Linked DNA regions of Mus musculus: region 1 is linked to region 2. The links are chromatin contacts, called in public HiChIP or PLAC-seq maps. All regions are on one chromosome and are shown on one strand. Each heading gives the region's core, a stretch centred on a gene start, on an enhancer-like site or on the middle of the called end of the contact. The rest is flanking DNA. Distances are from core to core; before and after follow the strand shown.

What was found. HiChIP or PLAC-seq counts read pairs in DNA pulled down with a chosen protein or histone mark.
Region 1: an H3K27ac HiChIP or PLAC-seq map of embryonic stem cells shows a contact between it and region 2, with 7 read pairs. The contact joins the enhancer-like site here to the promoter of Dap in region 2. A contact is called at or near these places in 1 of 15 datasets of contacts at CTCF or cohesin (embryonic stem cells), 7 of 484 Hi-C or Micro-C datasets (the Ba/F3 cell line, LSK cells, embryonic stem cells and 3 more), 3 of 115 datasets of contacts at active chromatin or transcription factors (bone marrow-derived macrophages, embryonic stem cells and microglia) and 2 of 9 other capture datasets (adipose tissue and liver).

Annotation. Positions count from the first base shown.
Region 1 is chr15:31,415,261-31,421,078 of GRCm38.p6, forward strand. No RefSeq gene overlaps it. Among named protein-coding and RNA genes, the nearest start is that of Gm41286, 9.5 kb to the left of the region's middle. Within about 2 kb of position 3,036, at least 128 of the 459 cell types and tissues checked have an H3K27ac peak or open chromatin away from gene starts, as enhancers often do. A contact at or near this core is called in the Ba/F3 cell line, LSK cells, adipose tissue and 4 more, where this site is marked.
Region 2 is chr15:31,219,966-31,225,738 of GRCm38.p6, forward strand. It overlaps Dap (death-associated protein), which reads left to right and starts at 4,420. Exons shown (of 4, transcript NM_146057.3): 1 at 4,420-4,618. The coding sequence starts at 4,564.

The DNA of each region.
Region 1 (5,818 bases), core at 1,786-4,285, 190 kb after region 2:
CCTCACTGTCAGGAGCATCATCCAGCCTCGAGTGGGAGAAAGATGAGCTCCCATCAACCCTCTCACTGCAGGCTGCTTACAGCCTATTGTGAGACTCCAAAATCAGAGGAAATGGCCTCAGCCAACAGCCATGCCCAGCTCTTCCTGTTTCAGAGACAGCCGGACTGGAATGACAGCGTTAGCCAGAAGCTGATGGCCCCAAGGGCATCCATCAAAGGATGAAACTTAGTCCTCTCCACTTCAAGACGCAACAGTGAGCCTTTACTTGCCTAACCCAGACCCCAGTTACTCAGAATCTTGTTAGCTGGTTGAGGTGGGTAACCACACTAAACACCACGCTCAGAGACCAATCTGAAATGTTGCAATAACATAACAACTCTGGGGTCTTCCTGGGTGCTGCCATCTGCCTGAGTGAGGACAGCTGTCCCTCATTGTTACATTCCTAACACCTCACATCTCCACCCCAGTTCCTGGTCACACACAAGGCACGGGCTTATTGTGGGTATCACAGAGGAAAAGACAGTCGCTTCTTAAAAGATGGCTTTAGGAACAGGGACTGGCCAGGTGGCGGCAACAGAGCCGAGGAAAAGGGTATGCCTACCTGGAGTGTCCTGGGCTGCCGAGTCAAAGCACCACATATGGTGGATTAAACAGAGGAGCTTGCCGGCACAGTCCTCACGCACTGAAAGTTTGAAACCTGCAAGGGAGGATCCTCTAGTGTGGTCTCTGTGAACCCAGACAACTGGCTAACTAACTAACTAACTAACAGTATTATAAGCATCACTGGTTATTGAGCAATACCCACATATTGTGTTCAACATTTATGGTGGTGTGCTGGCTAGTTTTATGTCAACTTGACACAAGCTAGAGTTACCTGAAACAAACAAACCTGTGAGAGGAAATGCCTCCATGAGATCCAGCTGTAAGGCACTTTTTAAAAATTAGTGATTGAATGGGGAAGGACCCAGCCCATTGTGGGTGGTGCCTTCCCTGGGCTGGTGGTTCAGGGCTTTATAAGAAAGCAGGCTGAGCAAGCCATGGAGAGCAAACCAGTGAGCAGTATCCCTCCATGTCCTCTGCATCAGCTCCTGCCTCCAGTTTCCTACTCTGAGTCCCTGTCCCGATTTCATTCAGTGATGGACGACAGTGTGCAAGCGTAAGCCAAGTAAATCTTTCCTCAAGTTGCTTTTGACCATGGTGTTTCATTCCAACAACAGAAACCCTAAGACAGGTAGACATTCATTTTATAAGACCGCTTTCAACCTATATTTCTGTTTCTAAGAAATAGTTATCAACACACACACACACCATACACACTCACTACTCTTGGGTCAGGGTCATGGAAGAGTATATAATTTAAGATTAGAGCTAGGCATTGGCTTAAATTGTAAAAGCTGCTTACATGGGAAATCCAGAGCAAGTTCTCTTAAAAGCAGTTGAAACAGACAGGCACACAGTAGGATAGCAATCTTAAGCCATGAGTGACCTTAAGGTGTGTTATTAACTCTAGCTGTGAGGTCCAGCAAAAGTTCCAGTCTTCTAGAAAGTAAGAAATGTTCTTCTCGTGACGTGTTGCTGCAGTAACATCCCTGGTCAGAGGAAAAGGTCCTGAGTAATGTTTCTGGCCCCCGAGGAAAGACACTACGTTCTGAATACTTAGGTCATTAATAGCTAAAGAAACCTTCTAAGATGACTATCGGGCCAAAGAATTCAAGTAGAGAGCAATGGTATACTCCTGCCCTCTCATTTAAATAACAAATGGGTCTGTCAATCACCTGGACAGGAAAAGAGTCTTCAGAAAAGCTGTCTGTTTTAGGGATTTTAAGAAATAGTTTAATGACGCCCTAAAATGTAGGCAGGCACAGTGGTGTATCTGTCCATTGTCTAAGCCTTTGCTTTGTGTTGTCGCAAGCCCCAAGTTCCCCGTGGACCTCATATGAATTCTTTCAGTGAAGATTACAAAGACCAGAGATGTCTAGGAAGTCTAGAGCAAAATCTCCATGAGAATGGCGACAGAATCTTGGTCATCTAAGGACCAGCTACAGTCTCCAGCAACTAAAGCATTGTTTGGCATGGGAAACAGGGGATGGGGAGGAACCAGTGTCCATCCTCATTGCTAGCTTAAGCCGGCATGTGGGTCCACAAGGAAGCCTGTTCCCCTCCACTCTCTCAGGCACCCAAAGTGGGACCCCCACTGGGATAAGTGAGATCCCAGAACCAACTGAAAGAAGATATGCTCTCACCTCCTATGGCTCCAACACAAGTTCTCTGTGTGTCCACAGTGTGAACTCAAGAGCTAGGACTGGCCCAGGCTCAAGCAGATCTCCCTGCCAGGCTGGCTCACCCACCCCCTCCCCTGTGAGTCTCACTGTAACCATGTGGGTCGGCCATCTTGCTGGCGTCCATGCTCCTGGCTGACGGATTTTTATCTTGTCTGTCCTCCAGCCTGGTTGACTCTAAACTCTACTCCACGCCTGCAAAATCGATCTGCATCCTCCCCCACCCCCCACCCCCGCTAAGACCCCTTGGACCCACCACAGGGGGAGGAGCTTACAGAGATAGCTGCAGAGTCTGCCTCTCCCCTCATCCCTCCACAGAGCCCTGCTCTTTTCTCTCCCAGCAGGAGAGTGCGGGCTGCCTAGGAACAAACCCTGTAGTTTGGAAGTCGAGCAGTGCTCTTTTGGTTTATTTATCTTCCTGAAGCTTTGTCTATTTTGGGTCTCACATATTCTGAGAAGGCTTGAGCTGTTACCCTTGCTCAGGGTGGGGTAGGAGTGCTTGTCTTAAGCCAAGTTGAGAAACATTTCTCAGGCTTTCGTAGGCTCGCCCAGCACCAGGGCAGTCTCACCTGGCTGCCTGCCGAGTAATCGCTGCAGACCATCTGGGCCAGGCCCTCCCCACGGCCATATCTGTTGTTCTCAAAAAAGAAAGAACACTTCCCTTTCCTGTAGAGAAGTTCTGTTCTGGGTAGAGCAGGGCTTCTCCTCACAGCATGCCATCGCCCGCTCCATCACTCCACCCAAGTCGCACGGCAGTCATGTGATCCAGGCCCGCCTGTGTCATGGCATACTTGTTCCTGACAGGACTGATTGCTCCAGTGTGCACATGTGGCTGAAGCTAGCCCACTCGTGCTCTGTGGAGCTGCTCACGTTGAGTCCGAATGGAGTCTGAGGGATTTGTAAACTCAGTAAGTACACCCCGTCTCAGGCTGTACCAGCCTGATTTTCTACTATTCAGAGGTTTCCTGAACACCGGCGGAAGGAGCAGTGCCCACCTCAGACAAGCCCCAGATCAAAGTCGGAGCCTGAGGAAGTCTTCACTTCCTTCTGAAGCCTGTTCCAGTCCTAAAGGCCCCAGACTTGGAGCTCCGCGGAGTCCTACATCATTCTGCTCTCAGTCTGAACTGCTTTGAACTTGATTTGTCATTTGTCACTAAAAAGGTTCTAAAAGATCCCCATCCTGGAAGTCTTTCAGTGGCTGCCATGGTGGAGTCAGCATCTTAGCCTCTCAATGTAGCTCCAAGCCCCGCGTTTCCTCAGTGGAAACAGAGCTCCTGCCCTTGATCTTCAAAGGTGCAGGTTCCTGCTGGGCTCTTCCCGCCCCTTGCTCCCTCTGGATGCCGCTGCAGCTGGGCAGCTGCACTATTCCGTGTGAGTCAGGCAATCAGCTGCCTCTGTTTTCATCGCTTCATCGTCAGCCTGGGAGCCTCTAGTTAAAGCAGTTTTGCAACCCAGAATGTCTCTGATTAATAATATTCACAGAGCCTTCAAACTCACCTGGAGGCTTGTGAACTCAGTGTCTGTGAACATACGGTGCTGTAGTAAAGGTGGAGTTAAAAAAAAAATCGTCAGAAGGCAGTGGCTGGAGACGGTTCAGTAGGTTTCAAAAGGAATACTTACTCCTTTTGCAGAGGACTAGACTTAGTTCCTGACACCCACAACAGGCAGTTCACAGCTCCATCTCCGTGGGATATGATGCCCTCTGCTGGCCGCCATGGCCAACTGCACGTATGCAAGCCCACATATGCGCGCGGCACACACAGACACACAATTTAAAAACTAAAAAAAAAAAAAAAGAAGAAGAAGGAGAAGGAGAAGAAGAAGAAAAAGAAAACAGACCTAAAAAAAAAATCTTTTCAGAAGTGGAAGGATGCTGAGCAATTTGTATAGAGGCAACACTGAACTGCTTCAATCTCTGCTCACTTGACATCATACTAGCATAGCATCATGCATATGCTAGTATTTCTCTTTTTTAATAAAATATTTTATTTATTATTATAAATAAGTACACTGTAGCTGTCTTCAGACACACCAGAAGAGGGCATCAGATCTCATTACAGATGGTTGTAAGCCACCATGTGGTTGCTGGGATTTGAACTCAGGACCTTCGGAAGAGCAGTCAGTGCTCTTAACCACTGAGCCATCTCTCCAGCCCGCTAGTATTTCTAAAACAGTAGAATCTGGCAAAGTTTTTTTTTTTCAAAACATCTTTTAAGCCACATTTTCAACAGTTTTTTTTCAGTATATTTATTACTTAAAAACTTAATTTTTATAAAATGTAAGTGAACTGCAGCAACATTTTACCACATTGGGAAAAATAAAAATAAAAGCAAATAATACATTAATAATAAAATAAAAAAAAGTAAAAACAATAATTCCAGCTGGGCAATTGTGGCACACACTTTTAATCCCAGCACTTAGAAGGCAGAGGCAGGTGGATCTTGTGAGTTCAAAGCCAGCCTGGTCTACAGAGCAAGAGCTAGGACAGCCAGGGCTACACAGAGAAATCCTGTCTCAAAAAACCAGTAATAATAATAATTCCATTGATAATTTTAAAGGAAAATCCTGACCAGCCCAAGCAATCCTAAAGAGAAAGATTGCAGCTAGAGGTATCACAAAACCTGACTTCAAGTTGTATTACAGTGCTGTAGGGTCGATGCTAGCCTGGTCTTGGCATTGAAAACAGGTCAACCAATGGAACAGTTTGCATTGCCCTGACTACTAGGGATGTTGAACACTTTGAAGAATAGTTATTGGCTATTTTTACTTCTTCGTGTTTTGCATTTGCTCCTTTGTTGATCTGTAGTATTGTTCCCTTCATGTTTGGGCTAGGGCTGTTTGTTCTGCCTGTTAGCCCTCTGTCTGAAGTACAGATATCAAGAGACTCCTATCCTAGGCTGTGGGTTCTACTGATCATTTCTTCTGCTATGCAGAGAACTTTTAAGGCAAGGCAGTCTCACCTGCTGCTTCTTGGAGCTATTTTGAGATACCAGCTAACTCCAGTCAAAATGGCTATTGTCAAGAAGTCTGACAACAAATGACAGAGAGGGTATGGAGGGGAAGAAACCTTTACTTATTGGTGCTGGGAGTACCCACTACTACAGAAATACAGAAGTCAGTTTGGAGATTGCTCAAAAAAGTTAAAAACAGAACTACCACATGGACACAGCCATTCCATACCCTACTGTAGAGGTATTGGCACATTCATGTTTATTGCTGCTGTAGTAACAAGAGCAAGAAATGGAACCAGAAAGATATCCATCAAGAGATGAATAGATAATAGAAATGTACATGTACACATTGGGATAGCACCCAACTGTGTATACTCAACTATGAAAAACAATGAAGTCGTGAAACTGCTAGGAGGAATGAGTGGACCTAGGAAGGATAACGTAAGTGAGGTGACCTACACTCAGAAAGACAAAAATCCCATGCTCTCCCTCATAGGCAGAGCCTAGCCTGTAATGTATACACATAGCTGAGAAAATGGGTATAAGTCTAACTACTTAGAAAGGAGGCCAGTATTGGCAGTATTAGAT
Region 2 (5,773 bases), core at 3,170-5,669:
TTCAAGTCCTTGCTCTCGCCTCTGAACATCTTTCTCCTCACCTTCCCTGGAACCACGACAAACCAGCGGGAACCTGTTGCTGCTCTAAAGCATCCAGCACACTCCGCCCTGTGTTGTAAACACATTTTACTTCATTCTTTTCTCTGAGATCTCTAAACAAGCAATACGCTTTGGGAAGACTTGTATTCAATCCTCGTGGTTTACACAGCGTCCCCAGTGTGTCATAGTGTCAACCCACAGAGACACTCTAGAAGGCATGTGACTCTCTCCGTGTTAAGACTGGAACACTGAGCCTCACAGAGGATGCATTTTCTGGAGTTCATAAAATGACGTGTGGTTGGGAAGGGTCTTAGTGTGCCTACAGATCTCTTCCACTGACTTCTCTCTAGTCTGTCCCCATAGGAAAAATCCAAGCAGAGCCCTATAGGTTCAAAGAGGTCATGGTGATCTCTATGGCCTCATGCTGTTCATCTCGCATGTAGGGTTTCTGAGAACGACGGGCTCACAGCCAAAGAACTTCCTGAAAGGCTTTTATGTATTTTTAAGGGCAAAGTCATGTCTCAGTAGCACTGTCTCCTGGATAGATTCTTTAAAAACAAAGTAACAAAAATATTTTATTATTCAATTTTAGATTCTGGGCTCTCCTGAGATTATTTTGTCTTGCTGAGAGCCTCTTTATCCTCAGCGTCTTTGTCATGTTTATTTTTATACTTATAGCAATTCATATACCCTTGTAAGAAATTTTATACTGCAAGATAAATGCTAAGCTGTAATATTGAATAACTATTTGAAACCCTAAGATAAGTATTATTGCCACCAATACAGAATCATAATCACACACTACATGAGGAGCTTCCACAAGGTCAAATCCTGGCTCAGAGGGCAAACTGGGAATGTCATTTGTCCACACCCTTGCCCTCATTTCTCCACTAAACACATTCTCTCATAAATAATCGACAACAGCCTTGGAAGTTCGGCAGGGAATCAGTATTCATAGTGCCACGACGCTCATCTTCTTTATGGTTTTTCTATTTTCTAACTTCCAGATAAAGATAAGAGGAATATTTGCCAAGGTTGGTCATTTCTTTCTTCAAATGTCTTTTACTAAACTATGTTTGTATGAGACTGGAATTGACTCCACGTACTTTATTAGCTATTGAATAGCTTCTGAAAACCCCTCAGATAGCTTCTCGCCCTATGACTAAGGGCAAGTTGAAACTCAAGTGAAACCCCCAAGGTCTGCTTGCTTCTGTGCCTCTCTCTCTCTCTCTCTCTCTCTCTCTCTCTCTCTCTCTCTCTGTGTGTGTGTGTGTGTGTGTGTGTGTGTGTGTGTGTGTGTGTGTATGTGTGTGTGTGTGTGTGTGTAAAATATATGGCACAATTTCATTTCTTCTTTGACTTTTGGAACCTGTGTGGATAACAAATCAATTATACTTAATTTTATTTATATCTTCTATAGTATAATAAAGAAATATCTTTGATGCTATGAAGCTAAGTCAAGAATGACAGCCACCCTCCTTTTATGAGCCAAGACAACAATGTGAAAGAATTTTGTGTGGTGAGTAAGAATATAAAAACTCTCATCCAGAAGGCAGCAGCCCAGAAAGACAGAAAGTAGAGGCTCATCTGGAAAAAGGAAGCAGTGTTCATCTGGCTGACACACAGAGTCATTTTTATATGCCATACGCGGGGCAATGCATGATGATTTAAAAAAAAAAAACAGTGCAGGAATAAAAATATATTCTTTAGTGTACTATGGTTTACAAGTACTTTCAACTATGCAATCTGGACAACGGAAAGAGAAGGTTCTCTCAGGCCTCCCCATCCAGACCCAGTGCCTACAGTCTCCATCAGAGAAGCCACATCTGAGGATGCTGTAGGAGTCACTGGGATGATACAGAACCGCATCACCACTGAACCGGAAACCTCACAACACCAGCAGCCATCATGGTTCAGATCTGGAATGTTTCTCAGGGGTGCACGTGGCAAAGGCTTGACACCCAGTCTGGCAATATTTGTTGATGGGAGAACCTTTAAAAGATGGGGTCTAACGGGAGACTTTTGGGTCATTGAAGGAATCTGTTTGAAGGACGTGTGGAACTCTGAGTTTTTCCTCTTTCATTTGCTCCCCCAGCCATGAGGTGAACAGATTGGAGCCACTGTGTTGCTGCAGGCTCAAAAGCAATGGGGCCAGTAAGGAAGGCACTGGAATCTCCAAAGCTATGGTCATAAGATTTTGTTGTTATTTTTTAATGTATTTATTTAATTCTGCAGTGGGGATAGAACCAGGGTGTGGCTCCTGCAAGGGAAGCTGTGGAAAACTGAAGTACGCTGCCTCCGAATCTCTCCTTTTCAGGCAAGTTACTGCAGGTGTTTGTGGGAGTGCTGAGAAGCTAACATCCCCGGGGGGGGGGGGGTGGCACAGCCCTCTGCCCTCCGATGTCTTTCTTGCAGATAGGGAAACCACAGGGCTCAATGACGTCACTAAGGTTCAAAACAGACAATGGCAGGGAGAATTCGCACCTTCTGTGACTTCTTCACTCTTTCCAGATTCTGTTTAGAAAACAGCCTACTTAGAGAAAAGTAGGAAATGTCCTCCAAAACCCTTACCCAGAAGTCAGCCAGCACTAGGAGGAAATGCTGCTGGGCTGAGAAACCTGGTATCTGGGCCCAGCTCACATTCACCAGACTGAAATGACTCTTTCACCTCCTCCCCCTCCCGCTCCCCCTTCCCCTCTCTCTATCTCTTTCTCTGTGTATGTTCTTGTTAAAAATGAATTATCCTCTCTCATCCCTAGAACCATTTAAGATTCAATTAACACCAGTCAACATTACTAGAATCTGTTCGGTAGACACCAGTGCATAGAATGCTCCCAGAGTGGTACTCAACATGTAGACTGTACCTGTGACAGACTGGGCTGGACATGCCCACACCCACCCACATGCCTCCTCCACAAGTGAAAGTGAATGAATATACTATTATATCCTAAGCATCCACTCCATTTTCTGTGTAGGCCCCATTTGTTGCTCTCTGTTAAGACAACATTGTAGGAGACCCATTGCCTCTCTGTTCCAGGATTATATGGGTCTTTTGCGATTGCCATGGCTAAGGGCCTGGAATATAAGTGAAAACCATATACCAGGCTTCTCCTTCCATGGAGCTGACAGTCCAGTCCATGGAGAATTCCAGTAAATGAGCAGAGAGAAATAAGGACGGCCAGATGAGGTTGATCGCATGGAGGCAGTAAAAAACATGAACAGAAACATGAGCCGGGCACCTTGGCTACATTCTCAGATCCCACAGGTCAGCTGACTTCACAAGCTGGTTGTACTATAGGAAGGAGTCAGTCATGTAGATATCTGGAGGAATCAGTGCTCAGTGATGGGAATAGCAGATGCCAAGACCAGAAGAACTGGCCTGTCCCACTAAAGAAGGATCAGAACAACCAATATGGGTCAAGGAGCCATAAGCAATGAGCTGCTAGTTTGCCAGGCCCTGTCACGAAAAAAGCCTTGTGGGTTGTATGTGCTACAGGTTGCATTTGATGGCCACAAGGGCTTCAAACCTCCTCGACTAAGAAATTGTTTCTATGCAAGCCTGCAAACCACTTGCCTCTTGAGAACCGCGAGCTAAATAATTCTGAGTAATTTATGAATTACTCAGACGCCAACATCATTACAGTGGAAAGCACCCCAGGAACGTGTAGGGAAGAGGGCCAAGGATGATGCACGGGAGATACAAATATTTACAAGTCTACAGAGAAGCTTGCCAAGCCGAATGGCAGCCACGGTGGTCTGGACAAGGCAGAGACATGGCGTCCCTAAAGCTAAAGAACATCCAGAGCTGTCTGCAGTGCTCCTACGAGATCAAAGGCACTGGACAAGTGACCTTCGGATTTGGCAGCCTGGGGTCAGGGAGAGGTTCTGAGAGATCAGTCAAGAGGTTCTGAGAGTAAGGAAGGAGTAGAGAGGTGTGGCACCCTGCCTCTTTTAATAGCTGGGTCGTCTAAGATCCGTGTGCAGCCTGGAAGGGATGGTGGCAGGCCCTTTTCTAAAGATAGAAGACTGCTGATCTTGCAGAGCTGCGAGTTCTAGAGAGTAACGGATAAGTTTTGCTGCAAAGTGAGCCAAGGAGCCAGGAGCTGCCATCTCTGAACGAAACCCCGCGCTGGGGTCTCGAACCACCAGCAGGCTACGCTTCCCTCAGTGACAGCTTGGCTAGTGAACACGCACCACGGGTCCAGCCCCTCGCTGGTCGCAGGGCCGCCCCGCCCTTCACGTACACACGCGCCCTGTCATCCTTCCCATACAATAGCCTTGGAGTCGTACGTGGCGCTGGCCGCTGCGCATGCTCCACAAGGACGGGCGGGGCGAGGCGAGGCGGCTCACAGAGTTCGGGTGGGCGGGACCGTGCCACGCAGCCGTTTGGAGCCACGCCCCCCTGCCCGGGGCGGCAGTGCGCGTTCCCGAGCAGCGCGCGCCTCACGCCTTCCCCCGAGTCCTCGCGCGCGCACTGACGCCCACCCCGCGGCTGCCGTCGCCCCTCCGAAAACCAGCGGCGCCATGTCTTCGCCTCCAGAAGGAAAGCTGGAGACCAAAGCTGGACACCCGCCCGCCGGTACTGACTGGTTTGCACTATGTCTTGGGGCGCCGGGAGGGGACAGGGCAGGATCGGGGTCCCAGTGCCCCGGTGCCCCTTGCTTGTGTGCTGCGCAGGCGCGCAGGTGAGCGGGCCCGGGGTGCAGGTGAGCGGGTCGCGGGATCCAGCCCTCCCCGGCGGGGACACCCTAGTTGTACAAGTCAAAACTCAAAAGTAGGCAGTTTTTATGAGATTGCACAGATGTTTGCGTGGGAGACCCCCAACAATTAAAAGGTAGTGTTGTATCATGATGATTAATCGTGGGCTGACAGCATTTCACACTGACAGACCAAAGAAGCGGAAATAATTATGATCATTAATCACCCGGCATGACTTCCTTTATTCATTTAATTTTCGCATCCAACTCCCTCTTGAAAGTGGTTAAAACGGTATTTTTTTAAAGCAAACCCGGAACTTCTGAGCCAAAACTTCTTTTTACTGGCAGTTCAGTCCAGTAAAGAGCCACCTCTCTTAGGAAATGGTGAGCAACCTTTGTGTGCCTTGGGCAGCCGCCTCCACTCAGTTCCTGTTTGTTCCTCCATGGCTGGAGGAGTTGGCATTTCTACTGCCCTTTCTGGTGGCAGAGATACCTGTGGAAGCACCACAGAGAGCCAGCCTGGAAACCGTGGGTCCTAGAAGCCAAGTCTCCTGTGGTATAAAACCAGGGCATCTCCCTGCAGACCTTGGAGGACTGTGTGGGGTAGGGACACATCTGTACCATCTTTCTGTAGTAAAAACTTAGACTCTCCAGCTGCTGGCCCCACTGGAGAACAGGAGGAGAGAGGAAACTGCCTTTAAAGTATGCTGTATTTCAAAGCTGATTCACTATGACAGTGCTTCTCAACTCGCCTAACTGGGGTTAGGAGTTATAGCTACGGGAGTCTTTGTGTTCAGTGTAAGATACTATGCTAGAGTATGGAAGGCTCTGGGTTCAATTCTCACTTCTTACAATACAAATTAACTTGTGGAAAGATTACCTTTAAGATACTGGCTCCTATCCCTAACCAAGTCTGTCCGCAATGGGTACCGGCTTGCTTCGCCAGTGGCGTCTCACTGAGTATATTAAACCACCTTCAGGGTAGGCCCTATGCCCCAGTAAATAGATGGCCAACGCAAAACGAACTCAGTGGTATT